5 separate regions of the Anser cygnoides genome follow, and regions 2, 3, 4 and 5 are each linked to region 1. The links are chromatin contacts, called in public Hi-C maps. All regions are on one chromosome and are shown on one strand. Each heading gives the region's core, a stretch centred on a gene start, on an enhancer-like site or on the middle of the called end of the contact. The rest is flanking DNA. Distances are from core to core; before and after follow the strand shown.

Region 1 (2,513 bases), core at 10-2,509:
CGGCCGCTGCAAGCCCCGACGCTCATTTCTCTCTCCCCCCTTTTCTTCTCCCTCTCTTTCCCCCCTTCCCCCCGAAGCTCTTTGTCTCTCGGCTCCGCGGAGGAAACAGACCTTCTGAAAATAAACTCCCCCTGCTTTGATCTGGTTTATGGGCACGCACTGTTTATAGCTCCGTGCGTACGACTTGACACCTTCCCACCTGCGGCCCCAGCAACTGCTTCTTATCACAGCCACTTTGGATATTAAGGGGCCGGCGGGGAGGGTGCTGGGGAGGTCCCCACAGTCCCGTCCCCCCCCCCCGTGACACCGCATCAGGTGTGAGGGAGACGGGCCGGTGTCCCCCCCGTGTGCTAATTGCATCAGCCCGTGCTTATTGGGATGTTTATTTAGGCCAGCGGTGACGGGGGGGTGCCGAGAGGCCGGATCCGGCCGCTGCCCGCAGGAGTGAGCTCCTTCTGACCCGTGGCTCCGGCACAGCCCGGCCCTGACACCGCCGGTGGGGGGGGGACCAGGACCCAGCCCCTTCTCCTGGTCTCGCACGGAGGAGCTGCTGGGCGGCTCTGCTGCACGAGAGGCGGCCTCCGTGCTTTGCCTTTGGAAAGCTGAGACGTTTCATTTGTTTTCCAGCACACCAGGCACCGGCGGAGGGGAAGGCTGCGGTGCTGGGGGGCAGGAGGGATGCTGAGCCCCCTGGGGACGTGAGCCAGCTGCGAGCAGCGGGTTGTCCCCTTCACACCATGAGCCTGGCACGGCTCCGGCTCCAGCGGTGTCACCTCTGGGTGCCGGGCGCCGGCAGCCACGATCTCCCTGGGGGTTCTGGCACCTCCTTTCCCCCCGAGGACAGCCAAGCGATGCGCAAGGTTGTGCCAGGAGCAGCTGCTTGCTGTCCTGCACCACCCACGGGTGCCCACCCTCGGGTGCCAGCTTTCCCAGCACCAGAGGGTTTGTCCAGACTCAGTCCCATGCAGTTTTCCATGCCTGGACAGGGCCCAAGATGTCGCAATAAAGCGGGTCTGTTAATAAACAACACCGAGTCCACGCTGTGCTTACAGACATCTTTTACCCAGGCCTGCCCTCCAAGCCCCGCCAACCAGGCTTCCCTCCGGTGACACGAGAGCCACCGCTGTGTACCCAGAGCAGTCACACAGGCTGCCCCACGGGGCCCCCGCAGCCCCCCTGCCTCCCTCTGCCCCTGCTGAGGTGGCGCTGGGTGCCAGGTTTGGGTGCTGGCCCCAAAAACTCTGCCCCCAAGGCAGGGTGGGAAGGTGTGGCATTTCTATTCCCAACAGAAAGCCTTGAGTTAGAGCGGCCTCAGACGCGTCTTCTGTCACTTCTGAAACATTTCGTTTTCACTTTGATCACAAAAAATATTTTTAATTGCACTTAACCAGTTTACTTTTCATGGGAAAAAAATCATTTGGGATTGGAAAAATGGGACCTTTAACAAAGCTGCAGTGTTGGGGGCGTATTTTCAAAATTATCCCAAATCAGCCCTTTTCCCCAGCAGTGACTGCAGCTCATTGATAACTTCCACTCAAAGGCATTTCTTTAAAATATTCTGGCAGCAACACTCGCCTCATATCTCTCATCTCACGGAAGGAGACAGTAACACCTGAAATTCGGATTTAAAGCAGCACACACAGAAGTGGGGGGGCTCCAGCCACGAGCCCCTCCTGAGGCCAGGACTGAAGCGGGGTGAAGGAGGCAGGGGACGACCACCAGCCCCCGGGAGCCTCCGCACTGTGCTGGGGCTGTGCCACTGCAGGAAAGCTCTGGCACCTGCTTGAGGGGCTGGGGACAGGGCTGGGGACAGGGCTGGGGACAGGGCTGGGGACAGGGCTGCCCAGCCAAGCGGTGTCTTGAGCAAACGGGCGTGCTTCGGGGCTGAGCAGCGAGGGACTGCAGTGGTCTTGTGGGGCTTTCAGATGCTCTCGGCTGCAGCACGGCATCTCCGAGGCTGGAGGTGGGTGGGGAAAGACCCAGCGATGCGCCAGGGCTTGGCCAGGCAGTGAAGGGAGGCTCGCCCTGGGTGAGCCCCTCTTGAGCCTCCTGCTGGCATTGCCTGTCGCCCCCCCGAGCACATTGCTGTGTTTCAGCGGCGGTGGCAGAGGCAGCGCTGCCAGCAGCCGGGCTGCCACTGAGCAGGATCCACGTGGGGATAACCCTGGGAAACCTCCCGGGGATGGCCCGGCCCTGCCCCGCACCAGGTCTCGTGCAAGCGTTGCACCATGCTCGTCTCGCCCTTTGCTTCCCGCCCCGCCTGGACGCCACCCGAGCCACGGGGCAAGGTCCGCGGCCCCGGCGGTGCTCCCGGGGCACCCAGAGCCTTAACCACAGCGTCCCCAGGAGAGGCAGCCCCCCGGCAGGAGACACCTCGGCAGGAGGCACCCCTGCAGTGCTCCAGCCCCACGTCCTGACGGCTGTCCTTCGGCACTCTGTGTTCAGGGCGGCCCCGGAGAGGTGCCAGGAGCTCCGGGGACTCGCCCAGAGCTGCTCCTACAGGACGGGCTCTG
Region 2 (2,513 bases), core at 8-2,507, 230 kb before region 1:
ATGCAAGGAGGCATTAACTTAAATTTGGTTTATTGGTACACCGTTGGTTTAATACTGAGACCATTATGTCACTGTTATCACTACAACCATGGCATGGCATTCAGTGCAAGCAGGCCAGCTGCAAATTTACCTAAGTTCGCCATGGCATTTTGCAGTCTGCTCCGATTTTATTCCTGCCAGTACACGCAGTCCGAAGCTATGAGAATTATATACATGAACTGCTGACTAGACTTGAAGCTGTATACCCAAAAGCCAAGTCTGTGGCAGCAATGTGGACCTAACCTCACCTCCTGTGCCACCTGTTGCTGGTTTCTGTGGCGTACCTCCCCCTCAATTGTGCCAGCCCAACTATTTATGCAGCTGCACTTGGAAATGGATCTGGGAACTCATCTACTTGAAAAAAGATCCTAGGTTTTCTTCTGGCTAAGTTTTAAGTCAGAGCAGGCCTCCAGTATAGGGAACCATGTGGCTACACAAAACATGTTTTCTAGAAAAACAGAGTGCAGTAATGCTGGGGCAGGAAGATTACAGGAGACAAATATCAACACCTCAAGCCACTATTGCCACTAAATTCTTCATCTTGAGACACCACAACTAAATCTATGATTTCAGTGATTCACAGAAAATTGTGATTTAAGTTAAGGTCATATTTTAAATGATTCTCTCTGGACCTACTTCCATATACCATCTCCTGATGGCCATGGATATAGTATAGGCCATGACAAGCATAGATAAACAATTAGGAGCACAGCTCAATGTGGAGCTGAATATTTATTACAAAAAAAAAAAAAGCCATAAACAAGATCACTGTAGCAGCAGAAAATGCCTTGTGTGGAAGGAGTGTTTGTAATTCTTTTTATCTAAGAAGAAAATGAGAGCTTCCAGTTTCCTATCAACCTCTATTGGAGGAAAGTAGTGATATGAAAATAAGAGTATGTCCATTTTAACAAGTATTGTGAAGCAAGGGTGGCTGTTTTTGTCCTGTCCTGTCCTCTAAAGACCAATTGTTTCTGGAGGCATATTTTACTTCTTTTATAGTATGTGATTTCTAGCATTCTTAATATATTTCCCATAAAGGAAAAGGAGCTCAGATCAGCTCCTTTTTTACTTAGTCCAAGAAAGACTCAATATAGCTGCTTTAAAAACCAACACCACATTTGGGATGGCAGTAGGTGGATTTACACATTGTATTCCCCCAGCACTGTAGATAAACAAGTATCTTTCAGCTGAAATATTTTTTCCAAGTCAGATGTAATAAAAATTCCAAACGTGGCCTAGTTCGATAAGCAGGCAAGCCAGAAAAATACTGCTGCAAGGGAAAGAAACCTCAGTGCATGGTTGGCCTTGGTCACTACCTGCCAGGAGAAAAGGGACCTATGAAACTTTCTTCTAACGTATTATCTGACTCTTATCTACACAAACACTTCAGAGTTCAGGAAGAGCAGCCAAAGTCAATTTTTGCTTAGTGTGTTTAAAACAAAAAATAAACAGAAGGGAGAAGTGCGTGTGCAGGAGGAGTTGTTGGGGTGGAGAATGGATGGGGTGGTGGGATTGGGGAGGGAATGTTTTAACCTGCATTGACTCTTCTGAAATCTCTTGGAAGTATACACGGTTTTTTGAAATGACAATGACATTGTGCAATGCATAATTGGGGCGGTGGAGAGCTGCTGGCTTGCGTCTAGGGGCCAGTGTTCTGTCTGACCTTAACAGGTAGGTGAGACAATGGTATAAATTAGAGAACAGCTTTGTCATTACTGTATGCCAGTTAACTCACTCCACAATGCCTGAAAAATGCCTTCTGAAATGCATAAAACACAAACGGAGTTTTCAGGGATTAGTGTGTTAATATTTTAAAATACTAGAATAATAAAATATTTGCTGATCCTGCAGTACTCCAGAGTGCCTGAAATCTTGTGGGCTCTCACAGTGTGCACTGTCCAGACACAACAAAATCCTTAGAATTTCAGGAACACTTTGTGAACTTACCTGCCTTGCCAGCTGAAAAGAGGCACCTTAATGTTACTTCTGTCTGGATCTGTCTGGTGATTGAGAGATTAGCTATTCTCTCTTCCCACCCTTAACTGAAACGATATTCTCAGACCACCTGTCAAGTCAGCTTAGCACTGTATTTAAATTGATATGGCAATATTTCATCTGTAAAATTCTCCTTCAGTTTACTAACACCTTATTTATTGAATGTAATGGCTTATAAAAACTACAGGGGCTAATGCTCTTGGAATAGCTTGCTGTTTGGTGGCCAATCAGCACTGTTTTTCAGAGTTGCTCTGATCCAAAGGAAGCTCCAAGAATGATTGTGCCTCAAGAGATGTATTTCCTTCCAATTCTGTAATATCGATGCAAAGTATAAATGGTTTGGCATCATCTTTTATGATGCAGCCTTGGCCCTTTTGTTATGTGCAATCTGCTCTGATATTAAGGAAAAAGGGCAAGTTGCAAGTCCCTTGTTTACTACTTCTTCTCGTTGTGTGAATTAAATAGGGTGATGTACAGAA
Region 3 (2,513 bases), core at 9-2,508, 200 kb before region 1:
GGGGATGGAACCAAAAATGTCAAAGCAAGGGAAAACAAGATAAAACTGACTCTACATGGAAAGGCGAGCAACTTAAATGCATGCTATTCCTGTCAAATGGAAAGCTTTTAGCTATCCTTTGCCCTTCATGGATGGGTTTTTTGTTTGTTTGCTTTGTTCCTGTTGGTAGGTTGGCTAACTGACTTTGGAAAGTGTTTATTTCATTAGGCAAGACAGATTGAAATATGAGATATACAGATAAATTGGGCTGGCTTTTCAAGACTGCTTATATGTGTTTACAAATATTTCTGTTTACTTAATTTGTGAGAGCTAATACTGTCTTCCAGCTGTTTATCTGGCTGGGTTTTCAGAAACTGGGGTTAAGGATTCGTTATGGAAACCTGAGGAGTAAAACAACATGGTGCAAAAAGATCATTTAAAACTAATAGGGAAACCCTTCAAATTTGCGTTGTTACTGTTGTAAATCTTGAAGCTACATCTATTCAGAAGCCATATGTTTACGTGAGATAAAATCTGGAATGATCAATATCAGCACAGCAACCTTGTACTGGAGAGGGGCAGTGGAGGCTTGACTAGGAGCCAGCTTCCACCAAAAATAACAACAAACACATAGTTTTAGCTTATTAGTTTCAATCTAAATGTCCTTGATTAAGCGCTTAGTGAAGAAGGAGGTTTTAAACCTTATATAGATCTGAGTTCAAGTAAAACATCACTGGAACTTGTGACTATCTTGATCTGAGGCTTAGATTCAGATTCGCCTTATGTTTGGCTTCAGGCCAGTTGCAAAGGTCCTTAACATTAGTTTAATCAGGATAATCAGAGTAAGAGCTAAGTGAAATTTGTTTAAAAACCATGACACTTTCGATAATGATTTGAAAGCAAAACATTAATTTTTATTTAGTTTGGCAAATGAGATTTAGTAATTGGATTGACCACAGTAGAATGAAGTGCACTTCCTAGGCCACTGCTGAAGGGCCACGAAGGTTAGCAGGACGCCAGAGAACAGGGCCAAGACTTACAGCTTGTCCCTGGGGGCTGTCACCGATGGGGCAGTTGATGACAAAAGCTAAAAAACATTGAAGCTGATCTCTCTAATTCTCCAAATCCTGCAAAAATCTGACATTTGCATGGCGTTTTTTAGATCTTTAGATAAGATTTTCAGTGACATGGTCATGTGTATTTAGTGTAAATCATTAACACTTGAAAACGTGTGATATTGTTCTCTGTCAAAAGGAGGAAAACGGGAGGGAGAGGGGGTGTGTGCGAAGCAAAGAGAAACATCTGCCAGTGAATACTGTGGTGTAGGAATGGTAAATGATCAGGCACCTCAGCAGCTGGAATGAGCTTGGTTTTTTGCAACCTTTCTCAATATGATGGTAAACAGGAAAGCAGCCCCGTTTTAGCAGGGGACTAGATGATTTTTTGAACCTTCTTCTAATCTTGGCTTCCAGCGTTTCTGATTAACCTAGACCTTGCTGTGCGTGGCAGAGCTTTTCCACGTAGTCTGCGTGACAGCAGTGCCTGGCTGTGATTTTCCCAAACAACAGACACTGCACTTTCCGAGTGCTTCCTCGCTAGAAAGCAACCAGAATGCTCCAGCACAGCCAGGGGTTTACGAGTGTTTGTATGAACTCCTTGCTTCCATGCTAATCTCACTCCTGCTCTGTCTTCTCTGCCATGCAACTCTTCTCAACTGATAATTAAGGAAAAGGAACAAATCTGTTCTCCTGGAGTGTTTGCTGCTTTTCTTGTGTCCCTGTGGGATGAATACAGTTTTGCACATTCAGTGGAAGAGATTATTTGGAACAGCCAAAGGTACAAAGTTGGAAAGTACTGGATGCCTGAAAGTGGTGTTTGTGTCAGAGGTGCTTGCTTATGAAATACTCAGCTTGAGGCAGGAGTGCAGGAAACAGTAACCTTTTCGTTTTCACTGCAAACTACTGAAACAGCCCTATAGCACGATGTGATTATGTAAGTGCAATGCAATGAAATATTACAATGCCGAATAACGCAAATCATGTCACTGTCTTTGGATAGTTACATTGCTGCTGGGTACCATGGCTTAGGGGCAGAGCTGTCTACAGATGACCCCGAAGCTGCTTTCCCTGAGCTTCAGGGAGCCCTGGCACAGTGCGTTGGAGGCAGGCCCTTCCCTGATCTCTGTGGCCTGCTCTTCAGACCAGTGCAGAGGTTAATTATGGTTTTACAGCTCTTCTGAAAGCCTCAAAGCGACATTTTCATAGGAGAGGGAAGCACAAAGTACATCTTGCGGACACCCTCTTTTGCTGATCATCCCTCATGGTCCTACCAGGCAGGGAAATGTTGTATCGCTTGCTTGCCGCAGTTGGAGGGTCAACACACATGACAGTTTGGGGAATGGAATAATGTTGGTAGCCAGCATTCATAAGACTTCTGCTGATTAAAATCAGAACTACCATACAATGGATAATTGTCCACTGCTCTGCTGACTAGTAGCTACAGCGCTTGCTCCGTTGTCAAAAGGCTTTTTTTTT
Region 4 (2,513 bases), core at 8-2,507, 140 kb after region 1:
CCACGGGTCACCTTCCCGTGCCGTGCCGCAGGCTGAAGCCTTTGACCGCAGCACTGCTGGCAGTGCTGAGGAGCGGGAGCAGGATGTGAGCAGGGGCGTGCACCGCAGGCTGCCGTTTCTGACCCCAAATCCCAATGGGCTGCAGGATCTCTCCCTGCCTCCGCTCAGCACCGTGGCACTCATGGGGCTTGGCTTTGCAGGAGGCCCCAGCTCCCCGAGGGGTGACCCCCGTGCCACGGGGGCAGAGCACGGAGCCCGCACCGGCGCTGCCAGCCCTCGTGCAGCTGCCTCGGTTATAATCTGCTCCGGGCATCGAACGTGGGGATGTGCCCACCTGTTATAAATTAATTTCCCTGCTTGTCTGCCAAGTGCCTTTTCCGTACCCAGAGCTGCTTGTGCAATAGGCAGGATGATGCAGCAGGGTGTGCAGCTGGCCGCAGGGGCCGTGCCTGCCCGGGAGGGCTGCTCGCCCCTCCGAGTGCCGCCTGCCCTCCCCGGTGTGTTTGTCTTTTCCAGGGAAGCATCTGACTCCCGACTTGTTTGCCAAGCTTGCATTCTGGGCGCAGTCAGTCTGGAACTAATTTCTTTTTTTTTTTTTTTTTGCTGCTCTGTTTCTCATATCAGCTAACGAGCGTTCAGATCCCTGGGTAAACAGACAAGTCGCTCGCTGAAACGCCTGCTGCGTACAGCATCCTAAAGAAGCCTCTGTGGGGCGAGAGGCAGTTTGTGCCACCCCCAGCGTGCACCTTCGGGTGCGTGTACTTCCCCGGGGCTGCGGGGCAGGGGTGATGTGCGGAGCTGTAACCTGCTAGTCCCTGGTGACTGAGGACAGTCCCTGCCAATTTAGCAGCCACCAGGCGATGAGGAGCAGCCATGGGGCAGGGCAGCATCGCCGGGCTGCCCGGAGCTGACGTGCAGCCTGTGCCCTGGGCTGGATTTGTTTCCTGTTGGTGTAAAACAGCAACCCTGGCAGGTTGGGAGCCTGGCAGCTGTGAGCTCCCTGGCCCTTGCAGGCTGGGATTTTGCAGGTGGGTGATGTTCCCATTGCCTCCTTGCTAGATCCTGAACCGGGGCCCTCTTATCCCTCGCTGAGCTTACTCATTGCACAGCCTCGCTGCTGCTTATCTGGGATTAATGCGTAACTTAATTACAGAGCGTTACTCACAACCCGGGGAGCACGGTGCCTGTGGTGACGGGTGGGACAGAGCTGGATTGTGAAGCCAGGGCGCTTTATTCCCACCCTCACTGCGAGAAGGGCTGGGGCTTCCTTGGGACGCCGCCAGCGGGGCCGGGCAGCGTTGGTGCTGGCGAGCGCCTGCTGTTCCCAGGAGGGAGGCTCCAGCCAGCGTGGGAGAGCAGCAGCACGGCGCAGAGCTTCGGGCACCATCCGGGGGCAGCCCACGAGCAGGCTGCTTACCCTGGCACGTCCGGCAGGCGTCTGTCACGGGGCGAGGGCACGGAGGTTGTCCTTCATTCCCTCCTGCTCGGGACACCCCAAACCAGCTCTCTTTGCCCTGCTACCTGCTTCTCTGCTGACTCCCAGGAAGGCATCGCGCAGGCTGTGGTGTGACATCAGGTGTTCGATAAGTTAATAGAGAGCAGGATGAATGATCTGCAGTGAGGTCATTCTCTGGTAATGGAATCGGTTAATTTATTTACAGCAGCTGGATTAGCACTTTGCTTGCCAGGTGGAAGAAAACAATTTCAAACACGTTAGGTATTCCAAGGCTACATCGTCCACGATAAGCTAATAAGTGTCTTAGGACATCGGTGTTCTTACAAAATCACGGGGGTAGCGGACTGGATGCCGGAGCCTCAAAGTTGCATCCTCTTTCTGACAGCTTTTTTTGTCCTACAGAAGTGCAGCAGCTGTACTCACTGTGTTGGTGCTGTGGTCTTTAATTATCGCAGACAAGAACAACTCGGAAATCTCGCTGCGGAGGCCAAGCTGCTGCGTCTCCTGATGGTGCTGAACTGTGGAAGGAGCCTTCTTGACTGAGAGCTCTAACTGTTGCCTACTTAAATCTCGGATGGCAATAAGCCCACGTGATTCCAGAATCTGAGTCTAGGGAATTCTTTAGGAGTTGGGAGGACTGGCGGGCACACCGGGCTGATGTGTGGTGTGGGGGCGTGACAGTGCTCCTTCCCCGTGCGCTGAAACTGCTCTTCTCCTTTTATCTGGCCTTGACAAAGAAGCCACAAAGGGGATGTCTTGGGGTATTGCTGCAAATGGATCTTGTTAGCTGCAGCCTGCGCAGTGAGAATCACGCTTACTGCAGAGCCCCTCGTGCACTTCCCAGGCTGGAGCAGTTGCACGACCCTCTTTGCACTAGCGGGTACTGGCACTGCAGTTCGTGCTGCTTCAGGGTCTGGGCTTTTTCAGCCCCAGCATGGAGCCAAAACCCCCTCAGCCACATCAGAAATGAGCCTGGGGCTTCTCTGGGCGGGACGTTGCTGCGCTGAGGAAAGCGGCAGCGGAGCAGGGTACGGCGTGGCGCAGGATGAGCGCCTGG
Region 5 (2,513 bases), core at 9-2,508, 130 kb before region 1:
TCTATCCCAGCGTGCACAGCTGGCTACTACAAGTGTACGGGATTAGAATGAGAAGGCAACAGCATCAGTGCATCCCCATCCCCATCAGAGCTGCACGTAGAAAAGGGCAGCAGACCTTGCTAGGCATATCTGGCAACGCAGGGGACATGAAGGTGATGTCTCCCCACTGTCACAACACCGATGTGTGGCTGTGTGACACGGTCCCTTTAGGACAAGATTTATGTTAAGACAATTTCTCAGCTCTGCTCAGAAACGTGGAGCCAGCTTCTGCAGATGGGAGGGTATTTCACTTTTGTTACTATTTGAGGATCCATGGTATCCACGAGGCACCCTGCGTAAATGGCTATGCCTGCTTTCCCTCTGAGTGTAGATTTTTCCCTTGTGTAAGCAGAAGAGGTCAGATACCAGCTTCTGTAAGAAAACCCTGCCTAATCTTTCTTCCTGGCTACACTGTGATCCCAGTATGTTGACTTTCAGAACCAAATGCATGCTTACATTTTTGCCAGAGTTTCACCAGTGCAGACCAACTGTTTAAAACATACATTTGTCCAGGTACCTGCAGGGGAGGAGAAGGGACAGTGCAAAAACCAGAGGCTTTTCTGTTCACGTTGTTCATGCTTTGTGGTTTCTAATTTCCTTCCATGTGCTAAGACAATGGGAGGGTCCCTCTGGAGAAGCGTCTTACTCTTCTGCCATCAGCATCTAGGTTTGGGTGGGTGTCTTGCTTGCAGCCCCAAAGGGACACTGCCTGTGACCGGCCACTTCCCAGCTACAGAATTCAGGGAGTCCTGAACTTTGTACAGGGGAGGGAAAACTTATTCTCCAGCATCTTCTTCCCTGACAGACTCTGATTTCCCTCTCCCAACCAGCTGTAGGCTGAGTGATCTTTTGTGAAATACAGACTTCACGTGTAGCTTGGTTATTCGCTGTTCAAAATGACAATTTTTCTGAATGTTCCTCTATGACCTGGGGTGGGGAGAAAATAGCAACATATAGGCCAGCTTAACGAATGATTTAATATGAGTAACGGTGTTTTAAACTTACATACTTGATTTATACTTCATCCAAACAGAGGTAAATGCTTTATAAAAGGTGGTTTCATGGAAGGAGAAACTAAGGCACAGTTCTGCTGGATTATTTGTCCAGTGTCATTTGCTTCTGGGAATAGGAACCAGAGTTCAATCTCACATGAGAATTGGTAGATAACATTTACCCAAAGGAAATATATTCCTTTCTGGAATACTACTAAATTTTGAGATCTTAGGAAGAGGTAAAAGGATTTTTTAGGTTGGGCAAGAAAGTTCCTTCTAGCTCCTTCTTTTCATCCCTCTCCAGTTTGTAAAGTCTAGTTTAAGTGCAGCAAGAATATTAACTGGAACCTAACTCTGTCTTCCTTTTCCACCTTTCTTCTTCTTCTTCAAAATCCCTAGATTTGGCCTTACTTGCATGAACCAACGCTGTGCGCTTGAAGCATTTATCAGCTGCCCCAGCCTTCTTGGTTCTTGTTAGCTTTATTCTCAGCATGCTGATTTCTTGTAACTCGTCTCCCTGCACTTTCGTTTGCAGTACGTGGCTCAAACGCGGGGCCTTGTGGGAGCGGGCAGCCTGCGATCCCGGGAAGGGGGTGTAAGCTCAGCACCTCCTGAACAGCCCCCGCCTCCTTGCTGTGTCAGCCCATAAACTCTGTGGTTTCTTTGTTTCAGCCTGGCGAAATTCCACCACCCTGAAATCAGCTCAGCCCTGCGAGCTGGCAGATGACATGGATGGTCTAAGGTTGGCCTTAGCTTTTGCTTATTTATTTTGTTTGCTGATGGGTGAGCACTTTGTCCTCTTTGAAAAACTGACCAATTCAAAATCCAGCCACTCTCCAGTACCTGATTGCACCACGAGTCCTGGAAAGACCACTGACATTAACACGCATCTTGAAGGAATGTTTCCAGATGTAATTTTGAGCTGGACTGGTTTTTTACCATCTCTTGCAATTCAGGAGTGCGTACCAGTAAATATGACTCCAGAGACATCCTGACTGCGTCACCATGTTTGCACAGTACATAGCTTTCACAGTGCGTTTCTAGACGTGCTCGTCACCACTACTGCACTACAACTGTTAAATAATAATTGCAATCATAACTGCACCATCGAGTAAGCTACAGCTTGCATTGGTTTGGACAGTCTGATTTTGGTTTTTGGATGTTTTGGTGTTTTTTTTCTAAATTAAAATGGTTCTTCACCTTTCTATATGTAATATCCCTCCCCTTTAGCTGTCTTCCAGCCAAGACCTCTTCCCACTGTAGGCGAAGCCGACCAGCTGCTGGGATGACCGCACGCTGCTCTTGCTAAGGAGAGTGTACCCGTCTCTCCCTCTGAAAGCAGGACTTTTATCATACAAATGTATGGCACAAGATCCCATTTTAAATGCCAAATGAGATTCTGGGAATCCTCTCCATGGTCCCAGAATACTTTTAGAACTGTTTATCTAAGCTCTCTAGTGGTATGCCAAACCACCAGGTGTT

Evidence for each region. A called contact is a pair of places that touch in the nucleus more often than the background predicts.
Region 2: a Hi-C map of liver shows a contact between it and region 1, with 6 times the contacts expected there. The contact joins two enhancer-like sites.
Region 3: a contact with region 1 is called in a Hi-C map of liver, with 2.5 times the contacts expected there. The contact joins two enhancer-like sites. A contact is called at or near these places in 2 of 7 Hi-C or Micro-C datasets (both in liver).
Region 4: a contact with region 1 is called in a Hi-C map of liver, with 14 times the contacts expected there. The contact joins two enhancer-like sites. A contact is called at or near these places in 2 of 7 Hi-C or Micro-C datasets (both in liver).
Region 5: a Hi-C map of liver shows a contact between it and region 1, with 7 times the contacts expected there. The contact joins two enhancer-like sites. A contact is called at or near these places in 2 of 7 Hi-C or Micro-C datasets (both in liver).

Annotation. Positions count from the first base shown.
Region 1 is chr16:8,791,307-8,793,819 of Taihu_goose_T2T_genome, forward strand. No RefSeq gene overlaps it. Among named protein-coding and RNA genes, the nearest start is that of SNAI1, 27 kb to the right of the region's middle. Within about 2 kb of position 1,260, at least 1 of the 3 cell types and tissues checked has open chromatin away from gene starts, as enhancers often do. A contact at or near this core is called in liver, where this site is marked.
Region 2 is chr16:8,557,019-8,559,531 of Taihu_goose_T2T_genome, forward strand. No RefSeq gene overlaps it. Among named protein-coding and RNA genes, the nearest start is that of PTPN1, 9.8 kb to the left of the region's middle. Within about 2 kb of position 1,258, at least 2 of the 3 cell types and tissues checked have open chromatin away from gene starts, as enhancers often do. A contact at or near this core is called in liver, where this site is marked.
Region 3 is chr16:8,586,818-8,589,330 of Taihu_goose_T2T_genome, forward strand. No RefSeq gene overlaps it. Among named protein-coding and RNA genes, the nearest start is that of PTPN1, 40 kb to the left of the region's middle. Within about 2 kb of position 1,259, at least 2 of the 3 cell types and tissues checked have open chromatin away from gene starts, as enhancers often do. A contact at or near this core is called in liver, where this site is marked.
Region 4 is chr16:8,934,139-8,936,651 of Taihu_goose_T2T_genome, forward strand. All of the region lies in intron 1 of B4GALT5 (beta-1,4-galactosyltransferase 5), which reads left to right. Among named protein-coding and RNA genes, the nearest start is that of B4GALT5, 13 kb to the left of the region's middle. Within about 2 kb of position 1,258, at least 2 of the 3 cell types and tissues checked have open chromatin away from gene starts, as enhancers often do. A contact at or near this core is called in liver, where this site is marked.
Region 5 is chr16:8,657,848-8,660,360 of Taihu_goose_T2T_genome, forward strand. No RefSeq gene overlaps it. Among named protein-coding and RNA genes, the nearest start is that of CEBPB, 53 kb to the right of the region's middle. Within about 2 kb of position 1,259, at least 1 of the 3 cell types and tissues checked has open chromatin away from gene starts, as enhancers often do. A contact at or near this core is called in liver, where this site is marked.